Linked DNA regions of Mus musculus: region 2 is linked to region 1. Evidence: chromatin contacts called from public Hi-C data. All regions are on one chromosome and are shown on one strand. Each heading gives the region's core, a stretch centred on a gene start, on an enhancer-like site or on the middle of the called end of the contact. The rest is flanking DNA. Distances are from core to core; before and after follow the strand shown.

Evidence for each region. Hi-C and Micro-C count contacts between places; a contact is called where the count stands out from the background.
Region 2: a contact with region 1 is called in a Hi-C map of B cells, with 4 times the contacts expected there. The contact joins the promoter of Acot8 here to the enhancer-like site in region 1. A contact is called at or near these places in 5 of 39 promoter capture datasets (3T3-L1-derived adipocytes, hippocampal neurons, liver and 1 more), 1 of 15 datasets of contacts at CTCF or cohesin (large pre-B cells) and 4 of 484 Hi-C or Micro-C datasets (B cells, cortical neurons, palatal mesenchyme and 1 more).

What each region holds. Positions count from the first base shown.
Region 1 is chr2:164,413,177-164,416,734 of GRCm38.p6, forward strand. It overlaps Rbpjl (recombination signal binding protein for immunoglobulin kappa J region-like), which reads left to right. Exons shown (of 12, transcript NM_009036.1): 10 at 676-831; 11 at 1,000-1,103; 12 at 1,194-2,272. The coding sequence ends at 1,467. Among named protein-coding and RNA genes, the nearest start is that of Matn4, 10 kb to the left of the region's middle. Within about 2 kb of position 1,640, at least 16 of the 459 cell types and tissues checked have an H3K27ac peak or open chromatin away from gene starts, as enhancers often do. A contact at or near this core is called in B cells, where this site is marked.
Region 2 is chr2:164,803,161-164,806,718 of GRCm38.p6, forward strand. It overlaps Acot8 (acyl-CoA thioesterase 8), which reads right to left and starts at 1,721. Exons shown (of 6, transcript NM_133240.2): 1 at 1,530-1,721. The coding sequence starts at 1,657. Zswim3 (zinc finger SWIM-type containing 3) reads left to right here and starts at 1,954. Exons shown (of 2, transcript NM_178375.2): 1 at 1,954-2,271. The coding sequence starts at 2,117.

The sequences.
Region 1 (3,558 bases), core at 390-2,889:
TCTGCTTGCCTGCCTGCCTGCCTGCCTGCCTGCCTGCCTGCCTGCCTGCCTGCCTGCCTGCCTGCCTGCCTGCCTGCCTGCCTGCTTGCCTGTCTGCCTGCCTGCCTGCCTGCCTGCCTGCCTGCCTGCCTGCCTGCCTGCCTGCCTGCCTGCCTGCCTGCCTGTGGCATCTGAATCTAACACCCTAGAACTCACATCCTTTTTTTAAAATTGAGTATGATGGCCAGAGCTTGTAATCCTAGCACCTGGGAGGCAACGACAGGAGAATCCCAGGGCTTTCCTTAGTCACTCGGTATAGCCAGATGAGCTAACCTCTGGTTCAGTAAGAGACTCTGCCTCAAAAAATAAGGTAGAGAGCAACTGAAAAAGACACCTCAATTGATAGCCACCTCTGGCCTCCACACCTGTACACACACACACACACACACACACACACTCAGGCACACTACAAATAAAAAAATATTTTTTTCTAAAAAAGACCTTTGGTTTTATAGATGTACATATATGCATACACACATATACATCTATGTGTATACGCATACATACGTAGCCCATACAGTGTATGGGTCTCACACAAGCTCCCTGAGGCAGATAAACTGGGAAACTTAGAAGGAAAACTTGATAAAGTGGGACCACTAGCGAAGCTTCAGTTCCATCCTTTGGACTTCCTGCCAGGCTTCCCTCTGCCCCAAGGAGGCCAACAGGGCGCTGCTCAACGACAGCTCTTGCTGGACCATCATTGGCACGGAGTCGGTGGAGTTCACCTTCAGCACCAGCCTGGCCTGTACTCGGGAGCCCGTCACTCCGGTGCCTCTCATCAGCACTCTGGAGGTGAATCTGCAGGGTGGTGTGCAGCCCTGCCTGCCTGCCTGCCTGCCTGCCTGCCTGCCTATCTGCTCTAGGAATGGGGAGGCTGTGGAGGAAGGGCAGGAGGCTCCTTCTAACCCACCACCATCACCACTCCCTCGTCACCTACATCTGGTCCCATCCACCCCCCAGCTGAGCGGTGGAGGTGATGTGGCCACGCTGGAGCTGCACGGAGAAAATTTCCACGCTGGGCTCAAGGTGTGGTTCGGAGACGTGGAGGCAGAAACCATGTACAGGTACAGAGAGGCGGTGGGAACAGCTTGGGCCAAGGGATCCAGAGACTGGAATGTTTATGATTGGCTTCAACCTCCATGCCCCGCCCACAGGAGCCCTCGTTCCTTGGTGTGCGTAGTGCCAGACGTGGCGGCCTTCGGCAGCGACTGGCGTTGGCTCCGCACCCCCATCACCGTGCCCGTGAGCTTGCTGCGCGCGGATGCGCTCTTCTACCCCAGCCCCTTCTCTTTCACCTACACCCCGGAATACAGCGCGCTGCCACGGCTGCCCAACGCGCAAGAGCCTGCCCCCGACGCGGACACGCTCCTGGAGAGCATCCACCACGAGTTCACACGCACCAACTTCCATCTCTTCTGCCCCACCTAGGCAGTGCCACTGAGGCTGACTCCAGGCCCGCAGCTGTCCCTCAGGGAAAAAGAGCAGGAAGGAGAGAGATAGCTCACCTGACCTCAGGCCACTCACTGTCCTCAGACATACAGTAACTGTCTTCAATCATGAGTGACGTTCTAATGTCTTCACGGCGTGGCGTGCTTCCTGTTTTTGTTACCTTATAGATTTATTCTTCCGCTTTTGTCTCTTTCTGGCTCTTCCTGGGTCGGTGACCGGTTCTGAGGATCCAAGCCTATTGGGGATTTGCTCTCCAGACATCTGTGTCCCCACTTGAAAACAAGTTGCATGAAGTAAGACTAGAATGTCTAGGGCCCTGATCCCATGAGGTCCCTCTTAGAGCTAGGCGTCTATCTGCCTGTGGTGACACTCTCTATGGCACCCTCGCCTGGGTTTGGTCTCTGATCACTATCCCATGACATTAATGTCAGGCAGAGGCCTAGGACGGCTCTCTTCACTGTCCCAAGGCCACTTCTCCTTCAGGACCCAGAGGAAGAGCCTAAGGCTAAAGATCCTCCTGTATCCAGGTACAGGTGACTGGGAAACACTGTGCTGGGGACAGGGATGGCAAGGTGCAAGGCTGAGTGCTCCCCGGATTCCATCCAAACCAGAGTCTGATGGAGCTGGCACCTTTATGACTCTCTGCGGAGAAGAAATGGGGTTCTAAGGCAGCAGATACCCTAAGCCTAGAGGCTACCTTGGCAGCCAGCAACTAGCTATACCCCCATGCCAAGTATCTTAGTTAGTTAGGGTTTTACTGCTGTGAACAGACACCATGACCAAGGCAACTCTTATAACAACATTTAACTAGGGCTGGCTTACAAGTTCAGAGGTTCAGTCCATTATCATCAAGGTGTGAGCATGGCAGCATCCAGGCAGGCATGGTGCAGGTGGAGCTGAGAGTTCTACATCTTCATCTGAAGGCTGCTAGGAGAAGACTGGCTTCCAGGCAGCTAGGATGAGGGTCTTAAAGGCCACACCCACAGTGACACACCTACTCCAACAAAACCACACCTACTAGAACAAGGCCACACCTCCTCACAGTGCCACACCTCCTCACAGTGCCACTCCCTTGGCCAAATATATTCAAACCACCACACCAAACAAGAAAACACTGCAGAGTCAGAGACAAACATAGGGCCTCTTCAGAACATATCTTTCCCACGTCAAGGCAGACAGAAGTCATGAGACAACAGGACAATGAGACAACTCAGAAATCAGACAACTGAGAAATAAACCTCTGAATGTGGGACCCATGCTGGAGCTACACCCGGCTCTGGTCAGCCTTACCCTGCTTACTCTGTGCTTCTAAGGAAAAGGAAACTGGCAGGATCCTGGCTTGGGCTATGAAAACCAAAGACATAGGTAGAATGGATGTCAGTCTCTGGTCTTGCCTGGTAGGAAGTATTGATTTGAAATATGAGGTTGGTCTACAGCCATAACACCCTGACCATGACAGATTTCATCTGAAATGTGGGTTCAAAGCCCTAACGATCTGGAACTTTCCTTAGCCCAGGAGGAAGAGTTCATTTCCTGTAACCCCCCTCCGACCCCCATCCGGCCCCCAAATGTAGAAAGTCCCCTATGAAACCAGAAATAAATTCATTCATAAGACTTCATAGAGTGGCAGGGCAGGGGTGGCGCACACCTTTGATCCCAGTGTTCAAGAGGCCAGTCTCTGAGTTTGAGGCCAGCCTAATCTACAGAGTGAGTTCCAGGACAGCCAGAGCTACACAGAGAAACCCTGCCTCAAACAAACAAAGACTTCATAGAGTCTCCAATGATTTTTCTTTTTCTGGATTGGTGTTGTTTTCTTCACTGATTTCTGTCGTCTGCTATTGACAAGCTGGAATTGACCACAAAAGGCCTAGAAGAAGCTTGTTTCTGTGGCCCTAGACTATGAATCTTGGCTGAACAATGCAGGGCACATTTCTGATGAGCTGTGTCCCCGACATGAAGTACCCGCCTCATGTAGTTTGTGTCATCATTCCATGGTGACATTGACACAAGAAGGAAGCAAAGGAAGGGACCATGCTGTGCCTCGAGGGGTGCATCCCGAGCCCAGGCCTG
Region 2 (3,558 bases), core at 471-2,970, 390 kb after region 1:
TTGAGGGGCGCTGTGAACTCCGTAAGCCTCCAGTAAAGGGTTTAAGGTTACTTGGGTCCTTTTTCAGAACCCGAGGGAGGCCAACGAGTCTGCTCTCGAATCTCTTACATCACCGCACAAATCTTTCGTCCACGCATCTACCCAAGCTTTCTGTGGACTTCAAACAGAACATAAGCGCGAGCTCCCTCGTTTACAGCAAGAGTACAGGAAGCATGTCCACACAGTTCAACCCTTACCAACCCTGGGAGGTCTCAAGTCCACAGCTTCCCCGCCCCAAACCAGGGAAAGGGAGAGGCCAGAAGTTTGTTGAGGCCTTGAACAGACATGAGGAACTCCAAAAAAAACAGATCTGGGACTGGGTTGTGTGGATGAAGGCTTGCTGCTGGCACTCCTTAACCATGACAAGGCAGCTCTTCCAGGAACTAGTTTCAGAGCTAAAAGGACTTCAAGACTTCCCATATAACTCCCTTAAAAAAAAAAAAAAAAAAAAAAAAAAAAAAACAGTCTGAGGTTGTGAAACTGAATGCAGATTAATCTAGCCGAAATCAGAGGCGCTGCCGGCTACCTGCAGATTAATCTAGGTGAAAGGGCTTGCCCAGTGCTGGAGCCTGAACCCTGAGTCCTAGCACTCAACCCTGAGATTGTCAGTTTTTTCTTTACAGAACAATTTGAAAAGCGCTCCTGGCCCAAGACAGTAATTACCTAGCTGGAAGAACGATAGCTTCTGATAAAGTCGTAAGGGCTGCATGGGTCAGAACTGTCACTGAACAGGCATGGTGGTACACACCTTTGAGCCCAGGATTTGGGAGGCAGAGATACACTGGCCTCTGTGAGCTCAAGGCCAGCCAGGTCTACACAGAGTTCCAGGTTAGCCAGGGAGGGCTATACAGAAAGCCTGTCTCAAAACAAAACAAGACAACCAGCTAGACCTGGTGGTGAACTCCTGCCAGCGCTTAAGAGACAAATGAAGGTGGATCCCTGTGGGTTCCAAGCCAACTTGCTGTGTATATATATATACTCTCTCTCTCATTCTCTCCCTCTCCATTCATATATATATAGTGAATTCCAGGTCATCCAGGACTATATTTAGTGACATCTTGTCTCTAAACAAAACAAAAAAATTGTTACAAACCCACTTCAGTGAAAGATAAGTAATGACTTACCAGACATTAAGGGATGGCTTGAACAAACGAACACACACGCACACTCAGTCTACCAGATTAAGCTGCCTTGTGGGGTAGCGGAGTCTCTGTCCCCTCTCTCCCTCTCTCCCTCTCTCCCTCTCTCCCTCTCTCTCTCTCTCTCTCTCTCACACACACACACACACACACACACACCTTCCCCCCCCACCCCCCAGATCGCCTCCTGAAGAGGAAGCAAGGATGGATGCCAGGGACATGCCTTCTAACTGCAGCAGAGCTTGCATCCAACTCTTAACCCCAGAACTGAGGTTCACAGGGAGATGGCAGTAATCGCGACTCTATACTGAAAGAGGGGTGCGAGCCTAGTTCAGAGGCGCTACCGGCTACCTGTAGAGATCTTCATCTAGCGGCTCGAGGTTGAGCACGCTCGTGACCAGCACACTACGGAGGTCCCCGGAAAGGTCGCCGCGGTCGGCGTCGCCATGAGCATCTCCCAGACCCTCTGGCGCTGACATTTTCACTGCTGGCTGCGGTTGAGAGAAACGCGGAAACTTATATAGGCTCCCAGCGCTTCCGGAAGGTCGCTCCAGGGGCCGGAAATCCCAAGGGCTCCGGGGAGCGAGACGCAGATTGTGATTGGTCGATGTGCTTGTCAATTTCAGAGTGGGCGCGGCTAGCTCTATCTTAAGATTGGAGGATATTTGTGTCAGTTTTGGACATCCGCGTGTGATTGGGTGAATCAGCGAGGGGGCGGAGCCTTGGAGATGAATAATAAGGGATGAGCGTCTTTCCTCTTCTGTCACTGAGCAAAGTCGCCCCTAGGTTGCTGTTACCGGTCTCCTCCTGTTCTGGGCTCCTCCCAAGCGCCCTGTAAGCCACTCACTCGGGACCGCAGCTGGGCCCGTGCCAGCCGTTACCCAGTGACCTCTGACCCCTGCCGTGGTTCTAGGTTCTAGGAGGGCCAGTCCCCGGCCATGGAGCTAGGCAGCTGCTTTAAGACCTACGAGGACTTCAAGGAGTGTTTCAGCGCCTACAAAAAGGAGACCAGGTGCTCCTTCATTGTCAGGGACTGCATCTCCGTCCGCTTCCATAACCTCAACAACGGCACCTCTTTCCGCGAGGATATCCTGTAAGGGCGGGGCAGGAGGGTGGGGAGGAGGGCTGCCTGGAGGAGGAGGGCGTGCATGGAGGAGCCACGTTCCCCGTGCCTGCGGAAAAACGAGGGAAACCTCACCGGCGTGGCCTTTGCTACCCGCCGCGCTTGCTCCCACTCCTTCATTCACGAGCTTTCCTGGGAATTCGCAGTAACTGCATCTTGTTGTTTTTCCGTTTTATTTGTTTGTTGAGAGAATCTATCTCAAGCGCAAGGCTGGTTGAGGAGTGAATTGAAACGCCTTAGTAATAATTTCCTCCATTAGCCTCCTCTTTACAAAGCAGTAATGGTGCTCATTGGTTGGTTGGTTGGTTCTTTTCGGTGATTGATTTTGTAAATGATTCTTGAGCTCCAGATACAGCCGTTTTCAAACACCTTCCTTATCCAAGGTGGTGCTCCCTGAGTGCCTTTCTTACTCTGCAGGGCTGTGTGTCAGAATTATTGGTGGTAGCTCCCTGACTCATTTGACTTTAGGGGCTAAAAGCTGATGAAAACGCCAGGGCTTTTAGGGTTCAGGTGAAACAGCCTACTATAAATTTAGCTTTTAGTTTTTCTTTGAAAGAAAGAATAAGGGTGCAGGTTTAGAAGCCCAATGCGAAAAGGTTGAGGCCGGCGGGTCATGAGTTTGAGACAAATCAGTTTGGTTTAAAAAAAAAAATACAGGGAAAGGGGGTTGGTGGTGGAAGCCTTTAATCCCAGCACTCAGGAGGCAGAGGCAGGCAGATCTCTGTGAGTTCGACGCCAGTCTGGTCTACAGAGCAGCTTCCAGGACAGTCAGGGCTACACAGAGAAAACCTGTCTTGAAAAACCAAAGTGGGGAGTTGGGGGGCGGGAGGGAGAGACAGAGAGAAATGGGAAGCAGCCCCGCCCCTTCGTAAAAAGGAAGGTTTGTGTGCCCAGTCTTTTGCTGTGAAATCTAATCATATGAATCAATTTGAAAGTCAATTCAAGTTTTAATTACAACATATAGGCCAACTGAGTGTCAAAATATACCAAAGTTTGAGTCAGGGATTGAGCTCTTTGGACAGTACTTTCCAGACTATAGAGCCTGGCTGTGTTCTGGCTCCATTCTGAAGTCCAGGGTCACTCTTGGGTACACATAAAGATGAATAAGTGTCCCTAAGGAGTTACTTGGACTTAGAAACTAATATGGATGAAAATAACAAATGGGGGGCTGGACTGATAGCTCGTGGGGAAGAGGACTGAGGCTCACGCATGGTGGATTGGCAGCACCTGTAACTCCAGATCTAGGAATCCTTTAAG